Linked DNA regions of Mus musculus: regions 1 and 2 are each linked to region 3. Evidence: chromatin contacts called from public Hi-C data. All regions are on one chromosome and are shown on one strand. Each heading gives the region's core, a stretch centred on a gene start, on an enhancer-like site or on the middle of the called end of the contact. The rest is flanking DNA. Distances are from core to core; before and after follow the strand shown. Region 1 holds the start of Mrpl17 (mitochondrial ribosomal protein L17). Region 2 holds the start of Arntl (aryl hydrocarbon receptor nuclear translocator-like). Region 3 holds the start of Rpl27a (ribosomal protein L27A).

Region 1 (3,178 bases), core at 55-2,554, 3.7 Mb after region 3:
GGGAACACACACACACACAAACACACAGAACTTTTTTTTTAAGAAAAAGTATTCATCCACCCAGAGACCTAGGGAAGAACCAAACTGTAGTGCCGAAAATAAATAAAAAAAATTCAATGAGATGGTTCCTAGTGATATTCTGCTAGATTCATAGATTGGTGCCTAACTCAGTCGTCATCAGAGAGGCTGCCTCTTGCAGCTGATGGGAGATGTAGAGGCCCACTGACAAACATTAAGAGGAGAAAGAACCTGGGTTGGAGGCCTACATAAGGTCCCGCCCCTTGGAGCTCGGGAAACCCAGCAGAAGACAAGGAAGAATAATTGTGGGAGCCAGAGGGGTCGAACACAGGTGAGGACAGCCTGTAGAATCAACTGAGCAGGGCTTATGGAAGCTCAAAGAAGGGGCAATCATGGAGCCCTCAAGGTTCTGCCCTAGGTTGTCTGCAAATGTGTTATAGTTTGTTGGCTTGGTTTTTTGGGAGGACTCCTAATAGTGGGAGATGGGATGTCTCTGACTTTTTTGCCTGCTCTTGGGACTCTTTTCCTCCTAGTGAGTTTCCTTGTCCACACTTGATGTTAGGGTTTGTGCCTGGTTTTTGTTTTTTTGTTGGTTGTTGTTGTTGTTTGTTTGTTTTTTGCCCCACCCCCTTGTGCCTGGTTTTATTGTGCTTTGGTTGATGTCCCTAGGAGGTCTGCTCTTTTCTAGGGGGAGAAAGGGGAGAAAGGAGAGTGGGGGCTGGGAGGAGTGATGGGAGAGGAGGCTGCAGTCTGGGTATATTGTATGAGAAAAGAATAATTTTTTTTTTTTAAATGTCAGGTATTTGTCCATTACTTTAGCTTTTAGTGCTAACTTAGGTTTTTATTTATGTCAATAAAAGAACATAATACCTGCAGCTTTCCTGGACATAATTTATCTCACTATCACTAATAAAGACTGGGTTTAAACTGGCATCGTCACAAAACCAGCCAGGACTGCAACTCCTCAGGCAAGAGCGCCACATTCCACCACAGGCCCACCCCTCTGACGCAGTTCTCCTCAGGTACTCACTTTCCCGGCATGCTCCGCCCGGAAGGCGCCTCCTCCAAGAACGCCCCAGCCAGCCGACGCAGTGCAAGAGAAACCCGGCAGGGGGCGCCGAGATCCCAGTTCGCCACAGAGCACCGCAGACCTTGAGGCCCGCCCAGCTCGTCGCTCCAGAAACGTCAACACGTCGGGCCGCCCTCCCTCAGACTGCCAGCTAGGCAGGCTCTGATGCGCACGCGCAAACGCGGTAGCCACGCGCCGAGTTACTGCGCATGCGTCCTCTGAGACGTGCCTCCGCCCCTCTGCTCCCCCTCTCCCCGCGCGCGCACACACAGCTCGGAGTTTCCCTTTCCGGGCCCCCGAGAGGAGGGGCTGAGGTGAGAGCATGAGGTTGTCGCTGGCTGCCGCTATCTCCCACGGCCGCGTCTACCGCCGCCTGGGCCTGGGTCCGGAGTCCCGCATCCATCTGCTGCGGAACTTGCTCACGGGCCTAGTTCGCCACGAACGCATCGAGGCGACATGGGCACGCGCGGACGAGATGAGGGGCTACGCGGAGAAGGTGAGAGCCAAGCTATTCACCGCCGGGTCCAGCCTCAGACCGCCGCTCTGGCCGTGTGTGGGGAGTAGGGCCACGCTGGGAGAACTTTCCACGGTAGCGAATTCCCGTGTGGCACTCAGCTGAACGCGTCACTCCTGCGCAGCAAATGGAAGGCTGGTTGGGGCTCCGAAGGAAGGAGCGCCCAGAATTAGCTTAGCTGGTGGGATGGTTGGATGAAGGTAAGACAGAAGAGTAAGGTGGGCGCCTCGGTTCTTGACTCGTCTTGCATCCATGTGTTTTGTCCTCACAGCTCATCGATTATGGAAAGCTGGGCGACACCAACGAACGAGCCATGCGTATGGCTGACTTCTGGCTCACAGTGAGTGCTCCCTACCTGCTAGTGAGGAAGGAATCCTTAGAGAACCGGGTACCTGGCAGATTGAAGGCAGGGCATTCTTTTATGTACCAGACTTGCGAACTACCTTAGACACGTATTTCTCTTATTTGACTTGGGTAAAATGAGCATCCGCATAACTTCCTGTAAGTGTTTCTGTGTAACTTGGTACCTGAATGGGTGGTGGGAAAGCCTGTGAAGATGGTTTTGAACCCTACCTCTGGGAATAATCTATAGTTAAATGCCTCTACAGTTGTGACTATTTTTTCTGATTAACTCTCCCCATCTAGGAGAAGGACTTGATCCCAAAGCTGTTTAAAGTGCTAGCGCCTCGGTTCCAAGGTCAGAATGGGAACTACACAAGAATGCTACAGATCCCGAATCGGAAGGAGCAAGATCGGGCCAAGATGGCGGTGATAGAATATAAAGGGAACTACCTCCCTCCCCTGCCTCTGCCTCACAGAGACAGCAACCTTACTCTCCTAAACCAGCTGCTCCTGGGACTGCAGCAGGACCTGCACCATAACCAGGACGCAAGCCTCCACAGCTCCTGTACAGTTCAAACACCAAAGACTTAACTGGAGCTGGAGAGTGGTGCATAGGTGTGGTGCCCGTGTTCGTGGGTCTTGGAGCTCGTGTAGTGTGTGAGGCCTGGAAGTAGCATTGTAAAGCCCCCTCATAATGAGACCCAGACCTCCCTGCTGACTCACACGATCCTCTTTGCACAGAAGATAAAAGTCTTAATATGAATATAAGATATTGACTTTCTTGTCCTTCCCTAGGATTTATGGAAAGTAAGAGGCATCCAGATGCTCAGCCTCCTAAGACAGTAAATTCACAACTTAGGTTCTAAATTCTAGGTCTAGTTTTGCTTGTTTGTTGGAGGGGAGGGGATCTTGCTGTGTAATCCAGACTATATCCACCATGCAGCAGTCCTCCTGTCCCTGTGTTCCCAAGTGTTCACCACCACACAGTGCCAGTTTGCTTTGGTTTTGTTTTTTCTGAGACAGTTTCTTTGACTGTCTTAGAACTCTGTTTGTAGACCAGGTTGGCCTTGAACTAAGCGATCCACCTGCCTCTGCCTCCTCAGTACTAGGATTAAAGGTATGGGGCACTACCTCCTGGCTCAGTTTGCTTATCTCAACACTAATTTAGATGGGCCCTGTACCTCTTGATTCCAAACCATCTTCCTATGGTGACTGGCTGACGTCCAGCATAGAGA
Region 2 (3,528 bases), core at 252-2,751, 3.7 Mb before region 3:
CAAGAGCAGTAGGAAAAAAAGCATTTAATGATCAGTTTTCCTGGACATAAAAACAAAACCCACAACGAAGATCTTGGCAATACTGGTACTGTCAAAAAGTAATTGGTCGTGATTACAGTCTCTGATTTTTGGAAGTTAGGTGAGAAAACTTGATTAATGATTTCTTACTTTAAAAGTAGCAACTTAAGACAGGAGAGGAGCCAGATCTCAAGGGGTCAGAGGGTCAAAACTAGGCTAAATGTAGGGAAAGGACTGGAGAAGGTGCACCCCGAACAGGTAAGGGGCGATCATGTCAGCTTGGCCAGCGCAACTCTGACAGACACACACACCGGTGTCCAACGCACTCATTTCCGAACACAACCCGCTACGCGACCCCGGGGATGGCTTCCATGTGCGCCCCGAGTCTGCCTAAAATTCTATCTTTGACTTCTCCCTGCAAACCCGAGCACCCCAAGCTGTCTACACTGGGGTAATCTCCAGTGGAAACCTTCCTCTTCCCCGATTATCTGTCAAACCCGCATCGGAGTGAAGCCTCTGCTGCGCACTCCTTGGGTCTCTGACGCCTACCGGGCACAGGGCACAGTCCCCACGCCATCGGGTACCTACTCCCAGACCCAACGGGGAAGACACATCCTCCAGGACCACCCAGGTACCGGACAGCGCAGGCCCGACGGCTGTCCGTGGGCCTGGTCCAAGCCAGCCAGGGGATTCCCGGGGTCCGCGCCAGCCCCAAGACAGGCCATAGGGACGTACCAGTACGGACTCCCCGACTTGACGGAGACGCCCTCCCCGCCCCCACCCGGCTCCCGAGGGAGAAGTGTAGAAGGGTTGACCAGGCAAGCGCCGCATAGCATCGTTCTGCCCGCGTCCCGGCCATCTCCTCGGGGATCCAGAAGCTCCCGGGGATGTATCCCGGAGCTCTTCCCAGGTTCGGGTCATTGCTGCCACCCGGTACTGCTGTCTCTTTAAGAGGCCGCTGGCCGCCCCCTCCCGAGCCAGGTGGTGATGCCCGCGCGGGGAAGGTGGGCGCACCCGCTGACAGCGTCCCAGGGTCCCCCCAGTCCTCCCCCGCCCGCTGTGCAGCCCAGGCGGGGAAGATGGGGGTGCGCGGGAGCGGCGCCTTTAAGGGGCGCAGCCTCCCCGAGGCTAGGTGGGGGCTGGGAGCCGCACGGGCCCTTTAAGGCCGGCAGCGGGCACGTCGGGCAGGGCTCCCGGCGGCCCGGCTGCGCCGCGGGCGGGGGCGGTGCGCCCGCCCGGGAACTCGCGACCCCCGACGGGACGCCCCGAGACGGCTGCTGCCCGCAGCCATGCCGACACTCACCGTGGCTCGCTGCGAGCGCCCGCGCCCGCACCCGCACTCGGATCCCGCGGCGGCGGCGGCGGCAAGTCCGGCGCGGGTAAACAGGCACCTCCGTCCCTGACCTACTTTCTGCCTTCCCTAAATGTCGCACCACTAACCTACTTTCCGACCAATCCGCTCCCCGCCGGCCCAGGCCCGGCCCCCCGCCCACCAATCGCTGTGCCCAACCCCCCTTCCCCGCCCACCAATGGAGGAGCCGCGCAGCCCGGATACCTGCCTCTTCCCGTTAGCCAATCAGAGAGAGCGAACGGAGTTGTCTTGGCGGACAACCCAAACCAATTCGCGTTCTGCTCTGCGTTAGGCTAGCCAATCGAGTGACCGATAGGAAAGCCTCTGACCAATGGCAAGACGGCAGGGCTGGTTTACCTGCTACTTTCCCTTCACCAATCATTTGGCGCACAGAAGCACACGCCCCGAGGAGTGGACCAATTGGCACGCTCTGTGGATTTCTTGCCCCAGCCCTCGGTTTTCCCCCTCAGGTCTAAAGCTCGCTGAGGCCACTGCGTTGCGGACTCTGCGAGCTCGCCGTTGTCCCCTGCTCCTCAGCCGCGTCCCTGGCTAGTGACTGCCTCTCAGCTCTCCCTCCTCCTCCGTCCCCTTCCTGGCTCGCAGAACACTGAGAAAACGCCGCATCTCTTCGCCCATCCCTCTCCAGCTCCATCTAGGAAACCACATTTTAGGAACACAGAGTGACAGAACCTTCCTGAAACCCCTGGCTTGTCCTAGTCGGAACCACAGCGCTAATAGCTAGCGCATTTAGAAGACTTTTCCTTCCGACGACTAACCGGATCGCGCGTTCTTTTTTTTTTTTTTTTTTTTTTTCTCTTGACCTCCAAGCGTCCAGTGGAGCTGTCATTCCCGATCGGAAGAGAAGTCTCCCGGGGGTGGTGGCGTAGTCTGTAATTCCAACCCTCAAGAAGCTGAGGCAGGGGCATAATCGCGAGTACTGAGCTAGCCGGGGCCACAGGGTGAGACCTGAGCAAGATTCTATTACATGTTATGGACATGGCCCTAGCAAATGTACTTTGCAAAAGTATCAAAGGAGCGGGAAAGAAAGAAAAGTTGCAAAGTTGTTTGTTTGGGTGGTTAGTTGTTCTGTTGTAGCCCTAGCTATCCTGGAACTCCTGTAGATCATCAAGCTGGCTTTGAATCCAATTCACAGAGATCCGCCTGCTTTTGCCTCCCGAGGCACCACCTGCTCAGAGATTTATTTATTTATTTTTAAAGAAAGAGACAGAGAGAGGGGAGGAAGAGGAGGGAGGGAGAAATAGAGAGAGAGGGGGAGAGGGAAAGAAGTTGTCTTGTTTCTACCTTCAAACAACTGGCAAACCTTCTAAATGTTAAACTTCCTGATAGCAAGGCCACTTCGTCCTTTTTGAACCATGTGTGCTCCCTCCCCTTTAGCATGTGCTGGAGGGGCCTGGGTGGGGTGTTGGGGATAGGGCTGACACCCAGAAAGTACTCTGCAAATGTGGGCTGGATCCATGAACAAATGGGATCAAAACACTCGACTCACTTATGTGAAGTGGACCAGCTCGTGTGACTATAGAATGAATTCTAGACAGGCAGGTTCCTGGGACACAAGGCAGCATTTCAATGCTTATAAAGCCATGACCCATGTCCAGCCCTTTGCAAGGCACACAGCCTTGGTTGAAATGTGAATTGGCTTCAAGACCAAAGAACTTCATGGGTAACTTCCCACTTCCCCTGAGTTTCAAAGCAGATTTATTCTTTCTCTGTCCTGTTCTGTGAAGGAATCTCTCTGTGTAGATGGAACTTTAATACAGCATTAGAAAAGATATTACTTACAAGATGGAAATGTGGGCTGGATGCTGACCTAATTAAATGGACTAATAGCTAGCTAAGTACCAGTAACCTGAAGATGCTGGCTGATGCATCCCACAATATCTCTCTACCGTGTTGTGTGCCGGGCATGTGCTAAAAGCTTTCCCTCCTTTTTTTTCAACCCCTGTATCCTGACAACCACCCTGTGCAGAAAGCAGTTCTTACCCCATTCTACAAATAAAGTGTCAGTCATGTTCTAAATGTGGCTTCCACGCTAAAGGCTCACATCAGGCCAGTTACCAAAAAATGGTGCAAGGCTCTCAACTAGGCCCAGACTCAGGATTTTTACCCATGTCCTGAAAGAAAAACTAGGAACTTTGCAT
Region 3 (3,639 bases), core at 495-2,994:
TCTACTAAAATTTTCTAATAGGTAATGGCCAAATGTATATATAGGTTTGGCTTTCAAATAAGACCGTGTATTAAAGGTCCCATTAAGAGTGACAAGGCAGGCTGCTGGAGAGATGGCTCAGCTCTAAGTACTGACTGGACTTCCAGAGAGCCTGTGTTCAATTCCCAGCAACCACATGGTAGCTCACAACCATCCATACATAATGGGATCCGATGCCCTTTTCTGTTGTTTTTCTCTGAAGAGTGTTCTCATATACATAAAATCTTTTAAAACGAATGGCAAGTCAGTTCACTCACTGATCGAACAACATCAATGATGGGAGCAACTCCAGTCTTGTTTTTTGCCGCATTGACCCGTGTCTGCTCGCTGACCAATGTCCACAGTTTATCCAGGTTGACTGTTGGGCAGAAGCTCTGGTTCCTCTTCAAGTGGTAATGCCGCATACCAACTTTCCCAAAGTAACCTGGGTGACTGGGGAGGGAAGGCAACCATCTTCAGAGCCTCACTGAGAAAACTTATCTTTGTAGTTGTCTCCTAGTGAGTGTAAGTGTTCACTACTGTAAACATTGACACAGCAGGCACCAGATACAATTTTTGAACTAAAAGTCAGGTCACTCAGTAGCACCCCCACTCCTTAAAGGATTCCCTAAATAGGGTGCAACGTAACTTTGAATGGGTTAACTTGACATATGTCACTAACCTGGTGACTGACTGTGCCAGAAAGTCCACACAGCCAGTGAATAAGGTCAGCAGTTATTCTTCGAGGACTTAAGCACACTAAGGCAACAAGCAATACCTGAGCGTGACTCTAGCCTCGGACAGGTCCCCTCAGTTCAAGTGCAGCGTTTACTTGCTAAAGCTAGCCATACCAAATGGTAAGAAGCCCGTTTCCAGGGAGACACCGTCCTAACTCACCCCTTCAGCCCCCACTTCCAAAACACTCACTATTTGTCAAAGTTGATCCTGTGGTGGTGCATGCCTCCAGCATTCCCGCGGCCGCCTGGGTGCTTGCGGTGCTTACCTGTCGGCACACAAAGCAACTTGTGTGACTTATAGCTGCTCACATGCCCTTATTCCTGCTCTCAGTTTACCATCCGTTTCTAAGCCCGATTTATCAAGACTCGGGGATAGAAGGAACATTTACGGCATTTCACATCCCAGCGGCATGTGTTTAACTCTCACCCCGCTACCAACATAAAGTAGGGGAACTGCAAGTGTTTCCTTCCACCCACGGATGTCTACTTTCCAACAAAACTCCAAAGGCCAAACGCCGAGGAGGCGCACACTTACCGATGCGGCCGTGGCCGTGGCTCACGTGGCCCCGGAGTTTCCGGGTCTTCCTCAGTCTGGATGGCTGCGTGGGAAAAACAGCAAAGTGGTTAGGCCTGCTTAGAGGATGGGGAGACCGGGGAGAGGGCAGCAATGCCTGCCTGCCCGGATCAGGCCTGCACACGAGGACTTGCCTTCTGGAGCACCGGCTAAGCCGAGGCCGGGACTCAGAGCGTGCTCAGCCGCCCGGGCCCGCACGTCCACGCGATCCCAGCTCTGGTCGGAACACGCGGCCCCACGTTCCTCGCCCCACACCCGAGTGGGTCATCCCGCCCCGCAGGCTACGCCCAGCCATGGAGACCCACTAGGACCATAGCAAGCAGCTGAAAGGCTGGGAAGCAGAGCCCCGACCCTCCGCGATGGAGCGGAGGCCAAGAGAAGACCTACCATGGCGGTGGCAGAAAGGGAAAAGGGAGGAGCTCACGAAGTCTCGCGAGGTAGCAGGCGCGGGGGCGGGACCAATGCTTCATTTCCGGCCAGGAGGCCGGCTTCGGGAAGGGCTCCTGACGTCACGGCTCCCGGCGCCCGCCTCTTCCTTTCCGTGTGGATGGGCGGGGTGAACCGGTGGCGCCCGCCCCCGGAAGCCCCGGTAGCTCCTCCCTAGTCGAGCGCCGCTGCGGCCGGTCATCGTCGGAGTGCACTGTTCTTTTCTGGTGCGGTTGGTTTTTGTCTCCGGGCAGCAATGGCGGTGGCTCAGAGCATCGGCAAGACTTCCGCAGGGCCTCTGACGTCCCTTAAAGGGACACTGCCCTTCTCTTTTGCTCTGGTCCTCTCTTCATGTCCTGCCAAATTTGAACAGCCTTCTGTGCTTCAGGGATCTAGATTCTGTAACTATTTTGTATAAACATCACATTTGAATTTTCTCCAGACTCTGGCTGGTATGCTTTTACTCCCCTGGACCCGAGGTTCCCAGCCCAGCGTGCTCCTCATACAAGTATTTTCCGTGTCGACCTTCTTGGACCTGTTTTGTTACTTGTTTACTCGAACTATCACACTTGTAACTTCTAATTGCCAAGTTACATTTTTCTTCCCGATAGAGCCCAGATTCTCTAAGGGTTCAGGACTGGGCAATTTTGCTTGTTTTCCTTTTAAATCCATGAGTTCCTGGCGTGTAGCCTGCTTGCTAACAAAAGTGGTACACTTGTGCACAAGATTCTAACCCCTTAATCTGTTTTATTGTTTCTTACTTGATCCGTTAAACTAAAGAATATTCTAGTCAAAACTCTCAGAAAGCAGAGTGGGCAAATCCTGTCTGTCTGCTAGCTTCTTGCTCGGTGTTTAGTCCATTACAATCTGGGCAGTTTGACTTTAGCCACACCATTTCCTCAAGATCTTGTATTTGTTTTGAGACAGGGTCTTACTCTGAAGCCAAGGCTGGCCTTGTACCTCCTGACTGCTGGAGTTACACTCCTAATCGATTGGCTAGGCATGATGGTCTCGAACTTTCTCGTGTGGGCTGTAATAGCATATCTATGGCTGTCCTTGTTCAGCTCCTATTCAGGCAGTCCTGTTGGTGATACTATGGGTGTGGCTTCTTACACTCCTAGGACACACAATTTCACAGTAAAGCCTCTGATCTCTGGCTCTTACAGTCTTTCCCTCGCCTTAGGTGGAGGGGTTGTTTTACAGATTTATCCAGTGGGACTGGACTTCACACCTCTGCATTTTGATTGGTTATAGCTTTCTATATCAGTTTCTTTCTGCCTGTTGCAAAGAGAGCTTTCTTTGAGGGCTGAGGACTACCATTTTCTGTTATAAGGACAAATATTAGAACTACCCATGCCTTCACTGCTAGTATCCCAGTACCACTCTTGATTTCCCTAACCTTAACCTTTTGATCCTCCAGTCTTAGCTTCCCATGTTCTGAGATTTTAAGCATGTACCCTCATGACCAACTCTTTCTGAACTCTAAAGAATAGAGGAACTACCTTAGTATTCTACTACTTCCAATAGCACTCCAGGCCACAATGGTAAGACCCCCAACATCCTCAGAGCGCCTTGAACTTTACAAAATCTAGCTTCATTTTTTCATGAGACAAAAGACACAGAACTGGGTGACTTGTCCTAGGTTATAAAGTTGGTAGGGTACAGAGCCTGGACCTAGCCTTCCCCTTCCCTCTCCAGATTCCCCGTTTTTAGTCTCAGTGACCACTCCCTTTTGACCTCACAATACTCTGATCTTCATCTCTCCTTCATCTCACAGGCATTAATCATATACTGCCTAAGTCTAGCAGAAAGAGAGGTTTGAGAGTTGGGATCAAAATTTAAGAAGAGATCTGCTGCTGTCCCATATGTTCAAGGAATGAGCCA

Evidence for each region. A called contact is a pair of places that touch in the nucleus more often than the background predicts.
Region 1: a contact with region 3 is called in a Hi-C map of CD8 T cells, with 9 times the contacts expected there. The contact joins the promoter of Mrpl17 here to the promoter of Rpl27a in region 3. A contact is called at or near these places in 2 of 484 Hi-C or Micro-C datasets (B cells and CD8 T cells).
Region 2: a contact with region 3 is called in a Hi-C map of CD8 T cells, with 3 times the contacts expected there. The contact joins the promoter of Arntl here to the promoter of Rpl27a in region 3. A contact is called at or near these places in 2 of 484 Hi-C or Micro-C datasets (CD4 T cells and CD8 T cells).

What each region holds. Positions count from the first base shown.
Region 1 is chr7:105,809,213-105,812,390 of GRCm38.p6, reverse strand. It overlaps Mrpl17 (mitochondrial ribosomal protein L17), which reads left to right and starts at 1,304. Exons shown (of 3, transcript NM_025301.2): 1 at 1,304-1,583; 2 at 1,873-1,941; 3 at 2,247-3,178. The coding sequence starts at 1,410. The coding sequence ends at 2,534.
Region 2 is chr7:113,205,438-113,208,965 of GRCm38.p6, reverse strand. Arntl (aryl hydrocarbon receptor nuclear translocator-like) reads right to left here and starts at 1,501. Exons shown (of 20, transcript NM_007489.4): 1 at 1,322-1,501.
Region 3 is chr7:109,517,300-109,520,938 of GRCm38.p6, reverse strand. Rpl27a (ribosomal protein L27A) reads right to left here and starts at 1,744. Exons shown (of 5, transcript NM_011975.3): 1 at 1,717-1,744; 2 at 1,291-1,354; 3 at 946-1,021; 4 at 297-471. The coding sequence starts at 1,719. It overlaps Snora3 (small nucleolar RNA, H/ACA box 3), which reads right to left and starts at 807; the gene lies at 688-807.